Linked DNA regions of Hordeum vulgare: regions 1 and 2 are each linked to region 3. Evidence: chromatin contacts called from public Hi-C data. All regions are on one chromosome and are shown on one strand. Each heading gives the region's core, a stretch centred on a gene start, on an enhancer-like site or on the middle of the called end of the contact. The rest is flanking DNA. Distances are from core to core; before and after follow the strand shown. Region 1 holds the start of LOC123427244. Region 2 holds the start of LOC123427245 (transcription factor MYB4-like). Region 3 holds the start of LOC123427247 (protein root UVB sensitive 2, chloroplastic).

Evidence for each region. Hi-C and Micro-C count contacts between places; a contact is called where the count stands out from the background.
Region 1: a contact with region 3 is called in a Hi-C map of seedling, with 4 times the contacts expected there. The contact joins the promoter of LOC123427244 here to the promoter of LOC123427247 in region 3. A contact is called at or near these places in 2 of 6 Hi-C or Micro-C datasets (leaf and seedling).
Region 2: a Hi-C map of seedling shows a contact between it and region 3, with 3 times the contacts expected there. The contact joins the promoter of LOC123427245 here to the promoter of LOC123427247 in region 3. A contact is called at or near these places in 5 of 6 Hi-C or Micro-C datasets (leaf, seedling and an unstated tissue) and 1 of 1 datasets of contacts at active chromatin or transcription factors (embryo).

The regions. Positions count from the first base shown.
Region 1 is chr2H:559,580,664-559,585,120 of MorexV3_pseudomolecules_assembly, reverse strand. LOC123427244 reads right to left here and starts at 1,402. Exons shown (of 2, transcript XM_045111242.1): 1 at 1,122-1,402. The coding sequence starts at 1,330.
Region 2 is chr2H:559,661,837-559,665,995 of MorexV3_pseudomolecules_assembly, reverse strand. LOC123427245 (transcription factor MYB4-like) reads left to right here and starts at 1,988. Exons shown (of 3, transcript XM_045111245.1): 1 at 1,988-2,363; 2 at 2,479-2,608; 3 at 3,127-4,044. The coding sequence starts at 2,231. The coding sequence ends at 3,733.
Region 3 is chr2H:559,827,087-559,830,907 of MorexV3_pseudomolecules_assembly, reverse strand. It overlaps LOC123427247 (protein root UVB sensitive 2, chloroplastic), which reads left to right and starts at 2,277. Exons shown (of 10, transcript XM_045111247.1): 1 at 2,277-2,463; 2 at 2,557-2,688; 3 at 3,809-3,821. The coding sequence starts at 2,452. It overlaps LOC123427246 (inositol phosphorylceramide glucuronosyltransferase 1-like), which reads right to left and starts at 2,106. Exons shown (of 10, transcript XM_045111246.1): 1 at 1,735-2,106; 2 at 1,227-1,347; 3 at 805-990. The coding sequence starts at 1,971.

The sequences.
Region 1 (4,457 bases), core at 153-2,652, 240 kb after region 3:
TGCATGCAGAGTTCCACATTAAGGAAGGCAACGGCTCATTGCAGTGTTGTTACTCTACTCAGAAACTAGGAGTACTTGTAAAAAGAGCCGGTTAACCCTGAACTCGAAATTCTATTCAGACGAGGGCATTCCACATGCTATGTGGTGATTTTTGAGCATCATATTTCCTTCCCTACCAAAGAAAGTAGCTTAAGTTTGCTCATAAGCCACGATAGGATGCACACTTGCCCCACAGTGCACAAAGGCCACATTGACCCACAAGAGCACAGCTTGAACAAAGCAGAGCGTGGCGAGGACGAAACGGAATTGCATGAACGCAATGAATGAAACGGACGTGACTTGTCTTGAACTCTTGATGTTCACAGGACTCGAACCACAGTAGTTAAGATAGTTTGCTGATTCACTACTACTGTGTGCATATTCAGCAGAAGCAAGGTCAATATTCAGATAATACTGCCATGTATATTCAAATAAACTGCCTTGTGGATCGTGGAGTACCACAATACTCGCTTGTTGACAACTTTTCCCTGCTACCCAGGCTATACGGGTACAACTAGTGACTCAAAATGTACCCTGGATATTAGCTAGAAGATACTGTAAAACTTGTCAGGAACATTACATGGACCGTAAATTGAACGCTTTAGCCTTGCACGTACGCCAAAGGATTTCATTCCATAAAAGCAGATTAAAGGTTGTGTGGGCTCGCAAGAGAGAGACCACACCATTCTTGCAACCTAGTGCAGATTCCGCTGGACCTTTTAGGATGAAACCAACGTTTTTAGATCTACGCAGACGCTAAAAGTGGCCACTTTTTTTCAGTCACAATGTAAACCTCAAAATTACATACATTACTGGAACTCCTCTCCCCTCAGAGAGAGGGAGATGCTACCGTTCGTCACAGTCGCGTTGCAATCTCCGTAGTTTCTGCACAGTACTACCTAAGACTCCATACCTAACTTGAATAAGTAGTACTACCAAATTAGCACAGTAGAGTGACTGAGTGGTGACCACTGACCACCCAATGTTGTGCTAGTAGAAGAATCAAGAAAACAAAGATGTACTACTAGTTCTGCAAGGGGAAGCCAAATCCAAGAACTGGGGAGTGGGGAGCGAGTGCTTACTGGGGAGTGCATCGCCCGACCGCTCTGGTGTAGAGGTACCCGGGCCACGCGCTCCTGGCGCCGCCGCGGGCGCCGTCGGCGACCCTGCTGCCCGCTGCCTCCCCCTCGTCGCCGGCGGCTCTACGATGCATCCCATTCGCTGCCCCGAGCGACGAGCACAGGAGGATGAGGATGCAGGCCATGGAACGGATGAGCGGCATGGAACCCATCTCTCTCTCTCTCTCTCTCTGTGTCTCTCTCTCTCTGTTTGTCTGCTTGCTGCAGGCTTTTGGAGTAAATGGAGCCCAATTTTGAAAGCACGACGCTGCGCTGCGCTGTTGCTAGGCTCCGCTCCCTCGGGATGGGCGTGCAAGGGGACCCAAGCGAGACCGCTGTATTTACTTGTCATGCCCTCCGTGTGATGTTTTCGTGGCCTACCTTCTACTCTGCGCAAATTGCACACGGAGTCCTTGGCCAGCCTGCCACAGCTTCAGTCTCAGGCCAAAGCATTCCTGTAAGAATATCAGCAAGTGGAAGTCTCTTTTCGGATAAAAACGCGAGTTCTGCTTTATCCATGAACGTACATGCTCGTGCCTCAAAAGGGTTGCCACAAATAAGGTAGGAGTACTACGGTATGTACAATAATTACATATCATAATAAAATATAGTTTAAGGCATTTATATTATTATTTTTCTTAATGCAAACTAAGACTTATTAAATAATAATAAAAACTCTAATACACATGCACCTATACTTTTCAATCTTAACTTTTCTTAGCTTTTTATACGGGATCATACTTTCTTTTTCTAAGCACCCGTCTGCTGCAATGGTTCATGCTTCCTCGTTCAAACCTATTTTTCGCGACATACGAGTCATCCCGTGAGGCTATGCATTGGTCATGCCTTGAGTAGCTTATTATTTGTGGAGCCACATTTCGAAATCACAATGAAATAATCAATAAAGAAAAAGCACACATCTCTAATATGATAAGCATTCTCATGTGTCATGACCCTTCATAGATGCACGCTCTATATTTTAACATGACAAGCAATTGTCATTTGCCATGAACGATGAGCTTCCAAGACAACGAACAACATGTTGAACAATGAATCGATTGAGGATAGGGTTTTTCAGAATACCAATTTGGAACATCAGATGTGATCCCAAGTCAACTTAGTTGAGTTTATTTGTTAATTCCAAAATCTAAAATCAAATTTGAAGAAATAGCATTATTGATAAGTTTGGACATGATGTCATCAACTAAATTTAAAAGTAAAACGTAAAGAAATAATATTATGAACAAATTTAAAAGAGTTAAATACATCACGGGTGCCTTAACTTGTCATATGCGGTCAGTTTGATGCCTAAAGTTGTAAAATACATGAAAATGGTGCTTTAACTTGTTCGACCGTGCAAATACGGTGCCTCATACCGTATTCGGGTGTAAGCCTTGCCCGTGTGGCGTGCCACCATGTCGGCGGCCCACGAGTCAGTGGCTGGAAGTGAATGAGTAATTTTTTATTTTTATTGAGATGAAAATTTAAAGCTGGGACTTCCTGCTTAATGCAATAAAATGCTGGTCACCGGGCGAAACTAAGTTATACATAGTAGTATTAACTAGAAATATATACACACCAATTTGACGTATCGTTCTGCATTTATTCAACACATTTTCCACATTTTTTATAGAAAAAATTGAGATCTTGTTTAGTTTTCATGATATGTAAATTTTAACAAATAAAAAATACAGTAATTATCGGTAGGTCATTATTGTGTATTTCAAATATCTATTCTATTTTCATTATTGTGTACTTTTAAGAGGTTATTGTGAACGTTTTTAAAAATTTATGTGGATTTAGACAGTTCAACGTATATTGAAAATTGTTTTGTAAATTTATGTATCTTCATGCAGGACCACAAGCACGGACAATTAGTGTGTATCTTCATTGTATTACTATGTTTTTGAGATACACAATTACAGAAAAATTGACAATATAACTGTTTGATGTGTATTAGAAATTAGTGTGTAATAATATTAATTTTAGAAATATATTAAAATATCTTAAAGGTGTTTGTAGAAATGTAAGAACAGTTTTACACAATAACATTTCCAATGCACGTTCAACATTTATAAAAGTATATGTTGTCATTTTTTTGGACGCATGATAAACATCTTTCAAATATAAATTTATAATTTTATAATACACGTGAAACATGTTTCAAAAGCAAAAAGAAAATCAAATGCACCAGCAGATTCCCTAAATCTCCCTTGCTACTAAAATGTTTAAGTAAATTATCTCATGTATTCATCAAATGATGTCTTGTGTGTTGGTTAGCAGAGGTCCCTCGATGAACAATATAACCACGAAGCACAACACCACGTGATGCCTAAAATGGAGAAATAATGTTTACATCTTTTAGAGGGTGAGATAAATAAATTCCTAGGAAAATTCCAACTAGATGCTCTAAATAAACATTAATTTTTGCTTGGTTTATTGGCTAGATTGCAAGGGTGGCACACGTGAGCTCCTTCAGATCCTTTTTTCTTTCTTATTTTTCTTTAATAATTCGCACTGTATCATTACTATAAATTGCATTGTATCTATGATTTGCACATACAGCCGTGCTTGGTGTCGCTAATATGCGGGACCCAAACCTGACAGGTTGGACCCATCAGTATGCATTCGTATATGATACATTTATGAGTAAATAAATAAAATTTGAGGGGGTTGGATGTAAAAAAATGCTTCTGATCACTGACATGCGGGCCGCTATCATACTGGCTCGCTATGCGGGCAAGGCATATGCCTGGATACTGTATGAGGCACCGTATTTGCACAGCCGCACAAGTTAGAGCACCACTTTCATGTATTTTTCAACTTTAGGCACTAAACTGACCGGACATGACAAGTTAAGGCATCCGTGGTGTATTTAACTCAATTTAAAAGTAACAATGGTATCAAGTAGATTAATCTTGAGTATCACTCGTAACAAGCAAACACATGCGTGCTTGTGTTAGGCGAGATTAGGATTGATATCTCGTTAAGACCTCCTCCCCTTCCAATCGTTGCATGATGTCGCAACTCGTGTGAACTTCAGACCCTAGCTCTGTTGCTCCCTGGATCCAACATTGCTCCTTTTCAATCGATGTCATTTGTAGCCAACTACAACTACTCCCTCTGTCATAATTTAGAAGACATGCACGTGTACCTAGATCGTCAATTTGACTTATATAAAATATATTGTTTAACATAAAAATTATATCATTAGAAAATAGAACATTTAAAGTTTCTAATGATATATTTTTTGTTATATATGCCTTTCATTAAGTTGATCAAATTGACGACCTAGGTATA
Region 2 (4,159 bases), core at 739-3,238, 160 kb after region 3:
GGTGTTTTGGTGTGGCTCCGATTTCATCGCTTTCACCACCCACAACAGGTTCACGGAGTACAACAACACATTCCCCACCGCGACGCGCATGCACACTCTTCCGTACCCCATCGACAACGCCCCGGAGGAGCGGTGAAAAGGGCGCCCTAAGGAGGAGCAAGGGTAGAAGGCGGCGGCTAGGGTTCTCAACCCTCTATCTTTTTTTAGCCTATGTTATGTTAAGTTGTAATTGAAGTATGTTGGAGTTGCTATGGGCTTGTTGGCCCTTTTCTTAAATTCTATTATTAAGTTTTCTATCTATTCTATTATTAAGTTCTTCCTAGTTTGAGCTATGTGATCGTGCTATGGGCTTGTTGGCCCTATCTACATAGGGAACCCATCTACATATTGGGACTACATATTTGTTGATTATTTTCTTAGAGAGCTCGGCTTGTTAGTAGGGTTCCCTTGTTAGTAACCACCTAGTGCATGCAAGCAAGCTTTGTTAGTAGGGATGAATGAGTACAACTAAGCAAGGGAGTGGCTCTTTTTTTACACAAGCCACAAATATGTAGCCACCTAGCTAGAAGAGAGGAACCAACGACAGTGACCATCCATCCGTGGCGGCTAGCGTGCAAGAAAGCTGCTCGGTCAGTGCATCGTGGCGGACGCATCGGCGCATGCAGGTTCGGTCGGCGCGTCGTGGGATCGTGGCATCGGCGCATGCAGGCTCGATCGACGAATGCACGCAAGGTTTGCTGGGTGCATGCATAGCTGGCTTCTGTCCTCGCGGCGCGCGCATACGTTTAATGCAAGGGACGACCCAACGGTTGAACACCGACACCACCCAACGCGGCCCCACTTGTCAGGTCGAACGGACGACACAGTCCAGCGTGGCCTCATTAGTCAGAGTTAACGGTCAAGCCTTTGACCCGACGGCAACGTCCGTTGTGTCCAGTTATGAGGGTTTCTAGCAAAAAAAATGGTGAAATAAAAAACCCATAATAATAATGGTGAAGACACGAAACAAAATGATGCAAATTCTTCTATCTATCTACAACTTATGCTCTACAAACAATTGAACCATTTGCTTCAATCTAACCTCATGTGTAATTATAAGTTCTAACTTGAACCTTTTGCTCCCAATGTTTACTCTCAACATGTTAGAAGAAAAAAACATTTGTACCCACTTAGCAATGTGTTTTTTTTTTTCATTGTACTATTTCATTTCTATGGTTTTCAGACTCGTAATCTAGTAATTGTCCCATCTTTATGAATCCCAGACATTAATATTCCCAATGAATGAAAAAGATGATTTACTAAAATTACCACAAATCATATTCGACACGTCATTGCCATAAAAGAACCATGCGTATTTCATTGGCAATAAAACACAACCACGTGTAAATTTTGGGGGTGAAATGTCACACTTGCGCAAGATGCGTACAAGTACCGCAGCTAGCAAGCCGGTAGAGTGGTCGACACACACACACTCACAAGTATACTACACAACAACAGTCAACGCGAGAGAGTTCATCTCCGTTACGATCGCGCCTCCCGATTCGTGAAGTCACCATCGGATAGCAGTATAGTATTCACAAATAACATGATAATCCACGTCGAGGTTGAGGATTGATACGCAACGCATTTACTATCGGTCAAAATCCGCCACTCCTAAATACGGCCGTATCTGCATCATGACGTTGATTCACCGATGTAGCATACCCTGAGCATTGACCATTCATGGAGCAAGTAAATCTTTTCCTGAAAATCTTCCGGCGCATCCTCCCAGATTTCCACCATCACAACTTTCTTAGTATCAGGAGTAGACACCACCCCCTCCAAAGCGAATGAAACGGAAGAAAAGTATAGAGAGTAAAAGTAGTCTAAAAAATCACAGTAAACGGGAGAGTGGAGGAACAATTGCGCCTCATGCTGGTCTAGTTTAGTTTAGCCACGGCCACCTTTGGTGGGTTCCTTCGGCGAAGTTGCCATGGCACAACACGAGAAACCAGAATTGGGCCTCTGAAAAACGTTTCAGCAGAGCAGAGCAGGGCGCCCCCACAGCCGGGCATTAAATACCCGGACACCCCCCGCGACTCCGCCATTACTCCGCGGCATCCACAGGCACCCCGGCCAGGCTAGCCGTGCCCGTGCTCCCTTCTTCTCTTCTCCCCCAAAGAGTCAAAGACAGGCACAGAGGGGACTCGCGCATCCAGCACGCACGCGCGCACGCATCCGGATCGAGAAGATGGGGAGGGCGCCGTGCTGCGAGAAGATGGGCCTGAAGAGGGGGCCCTGGACGCCGGAGGAGGACAAGATCCTGGTCGCACACATCCACAGCCACGGCCACGGCAACTGGCGCGCGCTGCCCAAGCAAGCCGGTGAGTCCCGCCGTCCGTCCATATATCAAACGCATCTCAGGCGTCCTTTCTTCTCTCTCTCTCTCTCTCTCTCTCTCGCGCGCGCGGCGGCGCTAAAGATCTGTGCTGGTTTCAGGGCTTCTGCGGTGCGGCAAGAGCTGCCGGCTCCGGTGGATCAACTACCTGCGGCCGGACATCAAGCGCGGCAACTTCTCCGACGAGGAGGAGCAGTCAATCATCCAGCTGCACCAGCTGCTCGGCAACAGGTGCCCCTCCCCCCCTCCCCACCCTTTACCCCTTGTCGTCTTCCTCCTCCATCACATCTTCACTGTTCCGCAAAAATGGTGGCAATCATTGTTGCTTTGCTTCAATTGCAAAACAGACAGGTTTATTCCCCTTTTCTTTTCGGGGCCGAATTACAATATGTTATCATCACGGGTCCCACCTCCGCGCGCGCGCGCGCACACACATATATATATATATTATACTACAAAGATAAAAATCTCAAGTGCATCGTATAGTAGTGTAGGCCACCTTTGTTATAGTATTATGGCTAATTGCATCACCGGTGATGCGCGAGATCTTGAAAGATTCCGTCTTGTTTGGCCGCTCCGGCCACGGGCGCCTTCTTGATTTCAGTGCCGGCATTAAACTAGGGGCGGCGCTGCGGTTTCAGATCACGTCGCGATCGGATTTATTAAACGTCGCCGAATTCATCTTGTCAATCTGTCAAGAACTACGCGCTGATTGGATTCGATCCGTGTTGTTGTTTGCTTGCGCGCAGATGGTCCGCGATTGCCGCCAGGCTGCCGGGGAGGACGGACAACGAGATCAAGAACGTGTGGCACACCCACCTCAAGAAGCGGCTCGACCCCAGCGCGCAGGAGCAGCACGAGGAGGCCGGCGTCGCCAAGAAGCGCAAGAAGCCGGCGGCGGCGGCGGCGCCGAGGAAGCGCGACGGCAAGGTCAAGATGAGGAACCTCAACGCGCTGACCGCCAGGGCGGCGGCGGCGGCGCCCGTGTCCTCGCCCGAGCGCTCCGTCTCATCCACGGTCACCGAGTCGACGTCGACCGCCTCGGCGGCGGCGGAGCAGCACGGCAACTCGGGGAGCAGCTCCGCGTCCGCGTCCGCGTCCGTCAAGGAGGAGTGCTTCACCTCGTCCGAGGAGTCGGAGGAGTTCCAGATCGACGAGAGCTTCTGGTCGGAGACGCTGTCCATGCCGCTGGACGACCTCAACGACGTCTGCATGGAGCCCCACGACGCGTTTGGCAAGCCCGACGGCGACATGGACTACTGGCTCAGACTGTTCATGGAGGGCGGCGGCGGCAGCGGCAGCGGCAGCGACGACAACAACAACCATGACGGCGCGCTAGACTTGCCACAGATTTAGGCTCCTGATGAGATGATTTGATCGTTCTTTTTCTCTCTCTCTCTACATCTGCGTGCGCCATCTTCGCTGCATCGGAGGGATTGCTAACAGGAAAGAGTTTCCGGCCCGCCCCGTGGAGGAAACCAGTAGCCAGCCAGCAAGAACGCTGATCATGCGCCGGGTAGCTTTCTTCGATCCATTTTGGTTAGTCATTTACCTTGTTGTATAGAAGGATGATGATGAGAGATCAGTGTTCAGTGATCGGAACCGATGCATTCTCTGTACTATCATGGAGTTTATCTGAAATGGAGTCTGTCTGTCCGCTTTTCTCATTTGGTTAATCAGAACTAATCGATTACTCACTCGCCGCGTGTGCTCAGCTGCCGAATCACATCATGTGATCGATCTTCTGGAGAAATGTGAGGGTTAAACCAGTGCAGCACGTAC
Region 3 (3,821 bases), core at 1,028-3,527:
GGCATCATATATATCCTCCCAAAACCATGGAAGTGTCGAGCTGTTGCAAATATATACTGTTGGAATAAGTTTCCATAGATTATTTTCCACGATTATCGTATGGCCCTCCTCTATCTTGAACATACCCAGCAAGGGAACAGGTTTTGATATTGAGGGGGTTGAGGGAGGTAGTAGTGTCCATGACATTGAGCATGACGAGGAATCATAAGAAGATGTGTCTACTCTACGAGCAGGTTCTGCAGCCACAAGCTGTTAACACCTGAAAGTATTGATGGTGTGTATGAACTGCAAGTTGGGATTTTTTGCAGAGGATGGGAGGATTGCCCTGGTGTTGCCACTCTAAACTTGAAAAGAGGACCTGACAATGCATGCAAAAGACTAACAAATCATCACAAACGCTGGTCAAAACAGGCCAAAGAGAGCTGAGGGCTGAAAATTTTCAGGTGTGATTGCAAGGTGGTGGATGTGCAACTGTCTATTATGAAATAACTTCTGTCTACATGCACTAACATGTCAAGTCTATGAAAATTAACACACTGAAGAGAATAATTGTTTACTTTACATTTTGAAAGTGTGAGAGCAAAGTCTCTAAAAACTTAACCCGTATGAAAAAAAAATCTTATATAATTAGTCTCTTCCATTTACGTAAACACGGTGGGTTTCAAGTTTATTGCACAAGAATTCTTTTATTATATTGACTAGCATGCACCAAAATTTAATAGTTGCGAGCAAACTGTTCACAGCCAATCGGCTTGTGTTCTCCAAACAATTGCCTGAATATAATAGGAAAAGAAGTGCATTGACCTCCAGTGTAGGAAGGCAATCGGTCTACTTGGCTAATCATATCCTTGAAAACAGTTTCAGATGGCTCCACAACCATCACTCCAGAATTCATTCTTTCAGAATGCTTCAAGTTCCCACAGAACTTCCCACACTTGAAAACATCCTCGATACTTTTTACAACTACAGTATCTGCATCAAGATAAACAACTGGGAGAACAACAACCTTTTAGAATAGTAACACAAAATTATGAGACGAAAGAGATGTCAGAAAAATAAATACTTTTGAAGAACAAAAAATATTATTGTTGTTTCAAAATAGATGGCTGTAGCCCTGCTCATTCAGTTCAGAGTAGAGTTTAGTAATATAATTATCATTTTGAAACAGATGGACTTGATGGCGGAAATAAAGAAGCAAAATTGCTTAAATTATTACCCAAACTTACCTTTTTTGTAGCTTGTCATGTTGAATATCTTTAGCTTTGTGTAGACACCCCAAAACCTCGTTGGTCTCACTTGGTTAGGATTAGCCAGTAAAGTTATACGATTCACGATCCAACCATCAGCCTAGAATGTATCTAATGTTAGATTCAATACGGATTCGTTTGGAACATACATGGAAGCAACTTTGCAGGTAAAAAGATTAACAAATAATGTTCATTGTTGTGTGGCATCTTCTCAGGTGATTTCTTGAGGAATCTTCTGAACTAATACAGTCTATAATGAAAAAACTTTCATCCAGGTCCAAACCATTCTGCACGAATCTATCAGAACCCATGATGCATTTTGTGCGCTGAGATCGCAACGAGCACCCATAAACTCCTCCTGCCTCTCAGTTTCAACAAAATTTTAACTTGAACCCCACGCAGCTCTGAGCCAAAGCTGCTACTACTTCACGGAAGCACACTTAAGCTACCGGTAAATTGGTGGGGGTGGGTTTATCATTCCGCAAACCTCGAGGAGCCCCCGCGAGTACTCGGAGACGCCGTCGGAGACGAGCACGACCATGTCGCGCCGCGTGCCGGTGTCGCGGATGGACTTGCCCAGGACGCGCACGCCGAGGACGAACTCGTCGCCGTAGAGCAGCGTGACGTATGCCTCCTCCGTCGCCGCGGCCGCGGCCGCGCCGGCGAGCAGCGCCGCCGCGACGAGGGCGGCCAGCAGGGGCAGCCCGGACGGCGACGATCCCATCGGGGCCTCGCCTTCGGCCCGCGCGGGATCTCGCCTTCGGAGCGGAGCTGCTCGGGATCGGCTCTCTGGCTTGTCCGGTGCTATTGTGATCTTCCCATGGCGATGGTGATGGAGATGTGTTCGGTCAGTCAAATGAGTTCATCCGGTTTGGACTTGTCAGGGCGGCTCATACGGCGGTCGTCGATGCTGGATCGAGGAAACGAGCCTTAGTGGGCCATAGCTGGGCCATCAGGCTCGGCCTCCCAGCCCATTCGGCCCGCTTTCGCTGCAGAAGCAGTTCACGGCCTCCTCTGAAGAACAAGAAAAACTCACACGGCGACGCATGCGACCGAAGAGGAGTTGGAGTCCCCGCCCTCAGCGACCGGCTAACCCACATCCCTTCCCGCTGCCGCCTCGCCGCCGGCAGCCGGCCGCCGTCTCGGTCTAACCGGCCGGCCCAAAGGAGGAAGACGAGGCGAGTCCTCACGGCGTCGCGCCCCCATGGACATACTCGTAAGCGCGGCAACCTTACCTCGCAATCATTTATCCCTACTCCCCATGCGCCGCAGTTCCCCCCCGGTTGATTTCCTCTCTTATCTTCCGCAGGAGAAAATTCGCGGAGGCGGCGACAAACCGGCCGGGATGGAGACGCCCCGGAAGCCGGAGTCCTGGGTGGAGATTTCAGAGTCCGTCTCGCGGCTCTGCAGCTTCGACGCCGGCGGGGGCGGGGGCGTATCTGTAAGCCTTCTAGGAGTACATTTTCCCCTTGTGATTTCTAGTTTTATCTGGCATCTCAAATGGTAAAATTGACTTGGTGTGAGAATAGCAATGTGCCTGTTCGACCTTGTTGTCACTTCTGAACTTTAAACAGTTATTATCGACCTACTGCAATTTCAGCAGTGCCCAGATAAACAATGAATCTTGGAGCTAACTCGCTCGAAGAAGGTAGTATAAACGATAACTACACTGCTAGGATGCTTCAGTTTATACAATAGCACAGTATCTAATTTGTAGCACTAGTTCATCTTTGTCCTGAGTGTTATTTCAATTTGCTTTCTATGTTTACCCAGGGGTAAGGGTTATCTTTTCAAAGAATCTATCGTGAAGAATTTATTCCATTTTATTAAATATCGCTAATTAGTGGAAAACCTAAAGAGCTACCAAAGGTGGGATGCAGCCTCTCCCTGGGTCAAGTGAGAGGACAGGGCAGAGAAGATCTCGGTTGTTCTTAACAGCGATATCTATTCATTTAACTCTTCAGGTAGATTTCCTTTACGTAATATATTCAGGTGGTTGAGGGGCTTTCCCCTCCTCCCCCGGTGAAAAGTTCAAAAAAAAGAAAAAACTCTTCAGGTAGAATCACCAGATCTTCAACAAGGTTGTAATACAACTGGCACATCACATATGAGATGAGAAGTCGAGTTTAAACACTCGTAACTCCAAGCACAATCATGAATCATCCATCTCAATCCAAAAATCTCTATTTCCATTTTGAATACAATGACATACCCTTGCCGCGTGATTGTGTAATTGATGGGACATGTTATACATCGTATATTCGTATGACCCTTTGTTCTAATAATACAAATGGACTAGCAACCTTGAAAATTGTTGTTTGAGTTTCTGCACCAGCGACAACTTTTATCCTCTTCTTGCACTTCGTAGATTTACTAATGTAAGCTTTCACAAGCAGCAATTGGCCTCGAAATGTATACTGCTTACCTAGATAACTAAAAATCTCAGTATGAGTAAGCATAATTCTCTAGTAAAAGTACTGGAACGTTACTTTCATGTTAATTGTATAGTTGAGTGTAAATTCTCTGTTATTGTATAAGTTATGGCTCCTATTTTCCTGTAGGTTAAACTTGTCC